3 separate regions of the Mus musculus genome follow, and all the other regions are linked to region 2. A link is a contact called in public HiChIP or PLAC-seq and capture Hi-C data. All regions are on one chromosome and are shown on one strand. The core of a region is the stretch at or near the end of the contact, and the rest is flanking DNA. Distances in the headings are between cores, read along the strand shown.

The links. HiChIP or PLAC-seq counts read pairs in DNA pulled down with a chosen protein or histone mark. Capture Hi-C pulls out chosen DNA fragments and counts their contacts.
Region 1: a contact with region 2 is called in a capture Hi-C map of embryonic stem cells, with 3 times the contacts expected there. The contact joins the promoter of Tspan15 here to the promoter of Aifm2 in region 2. A contact is called at or near these places in 4 of 39 promoter capture datasets (embryonic stem cells, hippocampal neurons and stem cell-derived epiblast-like cells), 1 of 484 Hi-C or Micro-C datasets (embryonic stem cells), 3 of 115 datasets of contacts at active chromatin or transcription factors (embryonic stem cells, pancreatic cancer cells and stem cell-derived neural progenitor cells) and 1 of 9 other capture datasets (embryonic stem cells).
Region 3: a contact with region 2 is called in an H3K4me3 HiChIP or PLAC-seq map of bone marrow-derived macrophages, with 3 times the contacts expected there. The contact joins the promoter of Pldi here to the promoter of Aifm2 in region 2.

What each region holds. Positions count from the first base shown.
Region 1 is chr10:62,229,860-62,232,559 of GRCm38.p6, reverse strand. It overlaps Tspan15 (tetraspanin 15), which reads left to right and starts at 1,342. Exons shown (of 8, transcript NM_197996.2): 1 at 1,342-1,540. The coding sequence starts at 1,445.
Region 2 is chr10:61,713,894-61,716,593 of GRCm38.p6, reverse strand. Aifm2 (apoptosis-inducing factor, mitochondrion-associated 2) reads right to left here and starts at 1,331. Exons shown (of 10, transcript NM_001284300.1): 1 at 1,242-1,331.
Region 3 is chr10:60,936,769-60,939,468 of GRCm38.p6, reverse strand. Pldi (polymorphic derived intron containing) reads left to right here and starts at 1,337. Exons shown (of 3, transcript NR_033616.1): 1 at 1,337-1,539. Gm26947 (a long non-coding RNA gene) reads right to left here. Exons shown (of 4, transcript XR_001779779.2): 3 at 1,507-2,700; 4 at 1-248.

The DNA.
Region 1 (2,700 bases), core at 93-2,592, 520 kb before region 2:
ATGACATTCAGACAGTCTCTCTCTCTCTCTCTCTCTCTCTCTCTCTCTCTCTCTCTAAGTAGAAATACCAGGATTAGCACCTGACCTGCCCACCTCCTGAACACTCCCCCCCTCTCAGCCCAGGGAACTTGTCTACAGGTGCCATTTCCAGATTCACCACCAGAACTTTCAGAGCTTTTGACTAGCAGCTATGCATTTAATTACCGATTGTCACAAACACAGACTGTCTGGTTCTCAGGCTCTGCACAGAGTCAGGCTAGGCCGGAGACAGGAAAACAACAGAAGACAGCTGGGAACATTTACCAAGGAAAAACGATTCATAGCTACCTGTGGCCCAGCCCACCAAGGGAAGGCTGGAGGGAGGTCAGACCCTGGCTGAGTGAGTGAGTAGTGACTAGGTTTGTAGAAGGTCCTAGAAGAGGATTTTCTGGGAGAAGAACTTTTTTTTTTGGGAGCAGAGTTGGAGGGCAAAAGGGAATTTCCATGGTCAGCTGGTTGACGAGCCTGGGGCAGATCTGTCTCCGGAAGTCTGCTGCTCCAATGGAACACCCTGGACTGGTGACCTTCCAGGATGTGACCATCACTCTTACACACTCACTTGCTGTTTTTGTTTTGTGTTTTATTCAGACTGAGTGTCACACAGCCTTGGCTGGCCTGAAACTTGCTATGTAGACCAGGCTGCCCTCAAACTCAGGGATCCACTTGCTTCTGTCTCCTGAATGCAAGGTATCAAAGGTGTGCGCTAGGATGTAACTGCAACAACAACACACTTGGTATTTTGTTTTGTTTTGTTTTGCTTGTTTGTTTGTTTGTTTGTTTTCGAGACAGGATCTCACTGAGTAGCTCTGGATGTCCTGGAACTCACAGTGCAGACCAGATTACTCACATAGATCCGCCTGTCTCTGCCTCCTCCTAACTGTCTCCACTGTCGCTGTCCTTTCTCGCAGTATTCAATCACACCCGTGGAAAGCCAGCCTTATTTTTGACGGTACTTAGGAACTCAGGCTCTTAGGCAGTCCTCTATCACTGAACTACAGTGCGAGCACCCTGTTTTCTAATACAGAACTGGGCACGCTCGCCCTTACTCCTGCGCCTCTCCAGGCCACACGCTCCCACGCTGAGATACAAATCGAGGACAGGATCTATGCACAGGAGCGCTCCTTTTTTGAGTCTCGCCCCCTTCTCTCACCCGGTCCACTGTAGCCTAAGCCACGCCCCTAGAATAGAAACAACGCCCCGACAGCGCGACACGCCCCCGACACGCCCCTTCGCGTCCATTGGCTGCCCGCATTGTCCGCTCCCTGGCCCGAGCGGTGATTGCGGCGCGCCTGAGTCAGTCCAGGGAGAGAGCGCGGGTGGCGGGCCAGGCCGCGGGACAGCCGCAGGTGGGGCCTGGAGCGGTGGCCGGATCGAGGCAGCCCCGCAGCCCCGCGCGGGAGCCAAGATGCCTCGCGGGGACTCGGAGCAGGTGCGCTACTGCGCGCGCTTCTCCTATCTTTGGCTCAAGTTCTCTCTCATCATCTACTCCACCGTGTTCTGGGTGAGTGATGGAGCCCGTGGAGCCGGGGTCGGGGTGGGGTATGGGACGGTCCACACTCCTTCGATGGCCCCCTAACACTCGACCCAGGCTTGGGTTCAGCTTCAGCCACTCAGAGAGGCCGCCGGGAGTGCGGGAGGGCTTCTCGCACCACTTCCCTGGGAACCGGGATACCTTGGCGGCCCCAGCTCTGCTCGGTTCCAGCAGCCCAGTCAGTCCTCAGCGTTCGAGCCCTGTTGCCCACAGGACGCCACTTTGTTCACCTATGCTGCTGAGCTCCTACCTAATGGGGTCCGGCTCGCCAGCCGAGTCTGCTGTGCATCCTCTGGCTGCTGTGTAGGGCGCGGGTACGTTGTTGACTGCGCCCACCACGCCTTCAGGGTGTGACTCTCCACAGCCTGGCCAAAGGTGGGCAGCTTTTGTGCTTGTGGCCACCTGGATTCCAAGTCTGGCCCCTGTTGCTACTTGCCTGTGCCTTTCCTCTGACCAAGATGTTTCTCTTGGGCATCTTGCTTTCTTCCTTGTTGGAAGGAAATGCTTTCTTGTTGGAGTGCGGCATTCCACTTGACAACCCGGCGGCTCCTGGATGGTGTTGCTATTTTCATGAGGTCTGGCATTGCCCATAGAGGATCAGGATGGCATTGGTTGCGCACAACCAGGCTTTGAATACTACCCGCCACTTCCTAGCTGAATGGTCTGGAAAGTTCCTTCATTTCTCTGACCATAGTTTTCTCATCTGTAGTTGGAGACAGTAGTTATTAAACACTTGGATGGTTGTGGAAGTAAAATAACGCAGGCCAAGATGAGGCCACAGAGAGCTAAAAAAAAGGGGGGAGATAGTAATAATATAATTATTATATTATAATTATAAAAACATTAACAATAAATAATAATTATTAGTATTTATTGTTATTGCTATTGTTTTTTGGGTTTTTTTTAGAGACAGGGCCTCTGTATGTAACTGCCTCTGTCACCCAAGTGCTGGCATTAAAGGCACCTATTATTATTGTTGTAGTTATTGTTGTGACAGGGTCTTACTATAGCTTAGTCTAGCTGGTGGTGGTGTATATGTGTGTGTGTGTGTTTGCTTATTTGTTTTGAGACAGCATCTTATGCATTTCTGGTTGATTTAGAACTCACTAAATAGTCCAGGCTAATCTTGA
Region 2 (2,700 bases), core at 82-2,581:
AGCCACATCTCCACTGTGGCCTCGAGGCAGAAGAGGCTCCTGAAGTGTGACTCAATAGGCTATGATATCTGTCCCCTCTTCCACTGGGGAAGGGAGGCGATGGCTCCCCTCTTTGGACACCAAAGACCAGGCTGAGAGTGAGCACTCTAGGGACAGCTGCTGAGGAATGCACCCCTAGATATACCGTTGAAAAACACCCCATGCTAAAAGGGACTGGCTGATAGAATGAAGAGGAGAAGGAAAAGAAGCACTCACTTTGGCATAGACACTCCTGCACTCAGACACACACACACACACACACACACACACACACACACACCCCAAGTGACCTGCCCATCCCTGGCCATTGCCAACCTGCATCTCCCTCCAGACAAGGCCCACTGGCTGTACAGTACTTGATAGGCCCAGCTCTAGTGAACAGGAGGTGACTTAGGCCAGTGTTGACATGCAGTCCCTTGAGAGTGTGGCTGAGCACTTGGGGTGTGTTGGCAGGGGACACAGGCTCATGTTAGAAGCTGATGCTAGCCTTGGTTCATAGGTGCTGAGTGGGGAGATCTGGAAGTTTCTTTCCAAACTACACCTGTCCTCCCCCGGGGGCCTCAGCTCTTAAGACAGCTGAGCATTCCCCCCCCACACCCCTAAATCCCAGGGTCAAAATTATCTTAGTGAGCTATGGGGATGTGTGGAGTGTGTGGTCTTGGAAAGAACAGGGTGCCTGGGAAGAGGGGGAGGAGGGAGGAAGAAAGAGTAAGAGAGAGGGAGAGTGGGAAAGGGAAAGAGAGAGGGGGAGGAGAGAAAGAGAGAGAGGGAGAGAGAGAGAGAAGAGAAGGGGATTCAGTCATTGCTGGTCTCGCTTTTTCTAACAGAACCCCTATTTCACAGGGGGGCGGGGTGAAGCAGGCCTCCAATGCACCCCTGGGTAACCCTACTCACTTTCTCTGAGATTCCTAAGGGTCTCCCGCTGCACTCAGACACCTCAGTCCTTCTGTCTGAGACCCTCCCAAGATCAAGGCCACGCCTGCCCCGCTACCCCTGCGCGTCCTGCTTCCCCCTCCCAAGACCCCAAGTTCTTCCCGGACAGATTTAGCGGACATTGAGGAGCAATGAATCCCGAGGAACCTGGTCCTCCGGACCGGCGTTAAGTATCCTAGGCAACGGCCCCCTCCTAATTCCGCGGCCCCTGTCATGCCCCTAGTGTACCCCACGCCGCGCGAGGGAACAAGGATCCCCAGTGACCTCACCTGTAGCGGTCCTTGGTCCTCGCGTCTTCCGGCGCTGAGGCCCCGTGTCGGGGCGTGCCCATCACTGTCTCCGGGTCGCAGCCCCGCCCCGAGCCCCGCCCCCGAGCCCCGCCCCTCCCGCTGCCCTGGAACTGACCTTGACCGCCTACCAGCCGCTCCCTACTTGGACACTCCCAGCGCTGATGCAGCCTAGCTAGCCTCTCAGCCTGCCAAGATCCTGCGCCTTAGTTTTGCCAGGGGTTTCTGGGAGACAACCGAGAGCCTCCCCAACACACACACACACACACACACAAACACACACACACACACACACACACACACACACACACACACACACACACTAGCTTTGCCATCTGCACACATGTGCATACGGACTGAGCGCCTGCTGTTCGCCCAGTCTTTGGTCCTGCACTGGAGCTTTAAAATGGAGAGCGGAACCGGTATATCCTTTGGTTATATGGTAGCCTGGAGAAAGAAGGGGTTTAACACAAGACTCAGGAGCTGTTTGCCTATCCTGAGTGCCCTGGATTTCTTACCCACAGAAGCAGAGCACGGTGGTGCATACCTGTAATCCTAGCATTTAGGAAGTAGAGGCAAGAGGGTTAGAAATTGGCTACTGAGTCCACTTTGGACTTCCTGAGATCCTGTCAAAAAAATGAAGCCATCAAACCACCACTGCTGACAGACTGCAGTGGTGCAGCCTTTAATCCCAGCACTAGGGAGGCAGAGGCAGGAGGATGTCTGTTGAGTTTGAGGCCAACTCGGAGCAAGTTCCAGGACATCCAGGGGCTACACAGAGAAACCAGGTCTCAAAAACCCTACAAAACAAAACAACAACAACAAGAAGACAAACAAAACACTACCACATCTCCTGTCACCTACTGCTGTAAGGAAGCTTGGAGATCAAAAAGTATTCAGGCCTCTCTCCCATACTGAAGTCAGCCCTGAGCAAGGGAGAGAAGCAAGCATGTGTGCCAAGTCACAGAAGGATGCCAGAGATAGGAAAGCCAGAGCATTCGAAGCTACATAGGGGAACGATAGGGCATCTGTCTCCAAGCAGATATTGTCCCCTACCCTAGGGGCAGTAGGCAAGTGTCCGTGAGGTCACGTACATACCTGAGCAGGGTGTACTAACTCATGCTTGTACCCACAGCCACTGGGGAGGCTGAGACAAGGAGGTTTACAAGTTCAAGGATATCCTGGGCTACAGTGAGAGACCCTGTCTCAAACATACATAGGCAGTAGGTAGCATTTCTTTATTTGGTTGGTTGTTTTGTTTTGCTTTGAACACTTGTTTTGATGAGAATTTCACACATGAACATTTCCATCATTTCCATCCTGTCTTCTATAATTGCTACTGTTGCACACACAGAAACAGACAGAGACAGAAGCTACCTGAAGGGCTCCAACAGGCCCAGGCACGACATACATGGTACCAGCAGCTTTTACCCTTTCCCCT
Region 3 (2,700 bases), core at 88-2,587, 780 kb after region 2:
CTGGAGAGGGTGAACATAGGTGAAGGCCAGAAGTCATGGCAATTTCTTGTGACTCTGGCTGTGTGGGGACTGTGGTCACAGGGTCCAGGCTGCTCTGTCGCTGATGCCTTGTGACTATGGGTGGATGGCACATCTCTAAAGGCCTCAGTTGCTTCATCTGTAGAATGGGGTGCCAGATCCTTTGTGAGGAGGCTCCCTAAAACTCGGTGAGCGTTAGTCACGGGGAAGGCTAATTCTGTCAGAATCACCTAGGAAATAAATGATTAATCCTGAGATTCACCCGACAAAAACCAATTCCACCATTTTGGGGCAATTTTTTATTAAATTAGTCCAAATCTTTATTAAATATTAAATACTGACTAAGAGAAGGACTTTGGTCAAAACTACTCTCTGGAATTTCCCAGCTGAATCGTCCTGAGACACGTGGTGGTGGCAGCGGCGGCCACAAACCTACGTGTGGTGGTGGTTACAAAGACAAACTTATAGGCCTCCGTACTTTCCCATGAGGCTTTTGTTATCAAGAACTACAACTCCCAGCATTCCAGGAGGTTACCTGCTCCTTGGGCAGGTGGGGCTTACAGGTTTGTTCTAGGTATTACATACCCTACTGGCATGTGTTTGAGGGGTTTCCAGATGGGGTTCGTTGCAGTTGGAGGATCTACCCTAGACATGAGTAACACTAATACTTGGATGGCGTCGTGAATGAGAAGAGGAAGCGGTCTGGATAGCAGCAAGCATGTCTCTCAGCTTCCTGATTGTGACCAACCACGCCACCCTTCAGCCACCTTGCCTTTCCTGCTGTGACAGCCTGTCCTCTGCAGCAGTGGGCCAAGATAATGCCTTGCCTCCTGGAACTGCTTGTGCCAGGCATTTTAACACAGCAACAAGACAAGGAACTACTGTACTTGCTACCATCCGCAACAGCAAGACCAGAGCCCCACTGTGAGCCAGCCAGAACGCTGCTGGGGTCATATTGAATTACATCACAGACTGTTGCCAACCAGACCTGGTTCCGAAGGGGATGTGTGTATGTAGCACAAACATTGAGGGTAGGCTGGGGTTGTAGACCTTCTAAAATAGTGGTTCTCAACCTCCCTAATGGTTCCACCATTAGGGTTCCACTGTACTACAGTTCCTCATCCAATGCTGAGCCCCCACCCCCAACCATTAAATTATTTTCATTGCTACTTCATAACTGTACTTTTGCTACTTTTATGAATCTCGATGTGGATATTTTTGGAGATAGAGGTTTGCCAAGCAGTCACGACCTGCTGGTTGAGAACCACTGTTCTAGAATGTTCCATGTCTTATGGAAGTTCTGAGGCCTTCCAGCATCACCACAGGCTACGGAGCAACACAGAGGGCAGAAGTCCTGTTGAAGCCCAACACCACAAAACACCAGACAGATTCCTGGTGGCACTCTCTAGCAACTGTCCCTAAGCCTTCCAGAGAGATCTCAGACCTGGATTCTTGCCCTGGCAGTGTGACCCTGAGAGACCCACATACCTTCTCTTCTTGGCCTGTTTCCATGCACTAAAGGTAGAATGCAGATACTGGGCTTTACTCCTGTCCTGGGTTCATGGAGGGTTGGAGGGAGATGGTCCCTGGGAATTGTGAAGGAAACACAACACTGGCCCTGCATCGAGCACCAGAGAAAAAGCCAGAGTGAGCAGAGCAGCCCCTCTGCAGCCTGGGCTGCCAAGCCTGCGTGTACAGTCTCCCCTCCCTGGCCTTTGCTTTCCTTGCTGAGGAACAACGGGAGACTGGAATGCTTACTACAGTGCCTAAGACAGGGCAGCCTCTGTCAGAGCCACACACATCGATGGCCACTCTGGGTATTAGCCAAGAACACCCAGAGCAAGCTTGAGGCTTCAAGAGCAGCTGGTTGACGAACTATACTGTCCACGACACACACACATTTCCTTTGGAACCAGCCCCGGTTGGCATGGCCTGTGACCTGCTAACTCAACACCTAGATCCCAGTTGCCCAGTTCTGGCCCAGTCCAAACTCTTAGAGACATCGGAAAATTATCCGTCCAGGCCCCCATGTGTTGGGCTAGAGAATAGGGCCTGGGAAGGGGGCAGGACTGGGGGAGTGACAGGCCAACCTCCTCTGGTCTCCCTGGAGATGTCACAGGCTTAGCAGGGGCTGCTTGACACATGTCGGATAAAATAAGGGAAAATAAATAACAATGTTTATAAGAAGATTAGCAGGAAGGCAGGAAAATTTCTCTGGGGAGCCCTTGGCTGCATCTGGAAGTGACAGCCCCATCACCTTATCAGAGTCATAATGAGGTGCCAGGATTTGGGGTCATTAAAAATCCTCTCTGGCTGGGCTGCTCTCTCTCCATCGCCTTTGATGGAGGCCTGGTGGCTGCTTGGTCCCTTCCCCCACCGCCTTTCCACTCCCTTGGCTGTCCCCGGCTTGCCTGGGTGCGGAGGTGAGATGTTGATGTCCAGCTCAGCAGAAGTAATGCGGCAGGACATCCCAATTTGTGCCTGGGTCCCCGCAGGCACAGAGCCCTTCTCCCGGGGTGGATTAGCTCTGTTTTATCTGGGCTCCTTCAGAGAGGAGGTGGGGGGTAGGGGAATCTGCAGGTGCTTGTGTATGACTCCAGGCTGCACCATCCAGAGGGGCGGGCTGGCCCCGGCAGCACAGGCAGGACCATGCTTGGAAATGGAAGTCTGGAAGGGATGCTG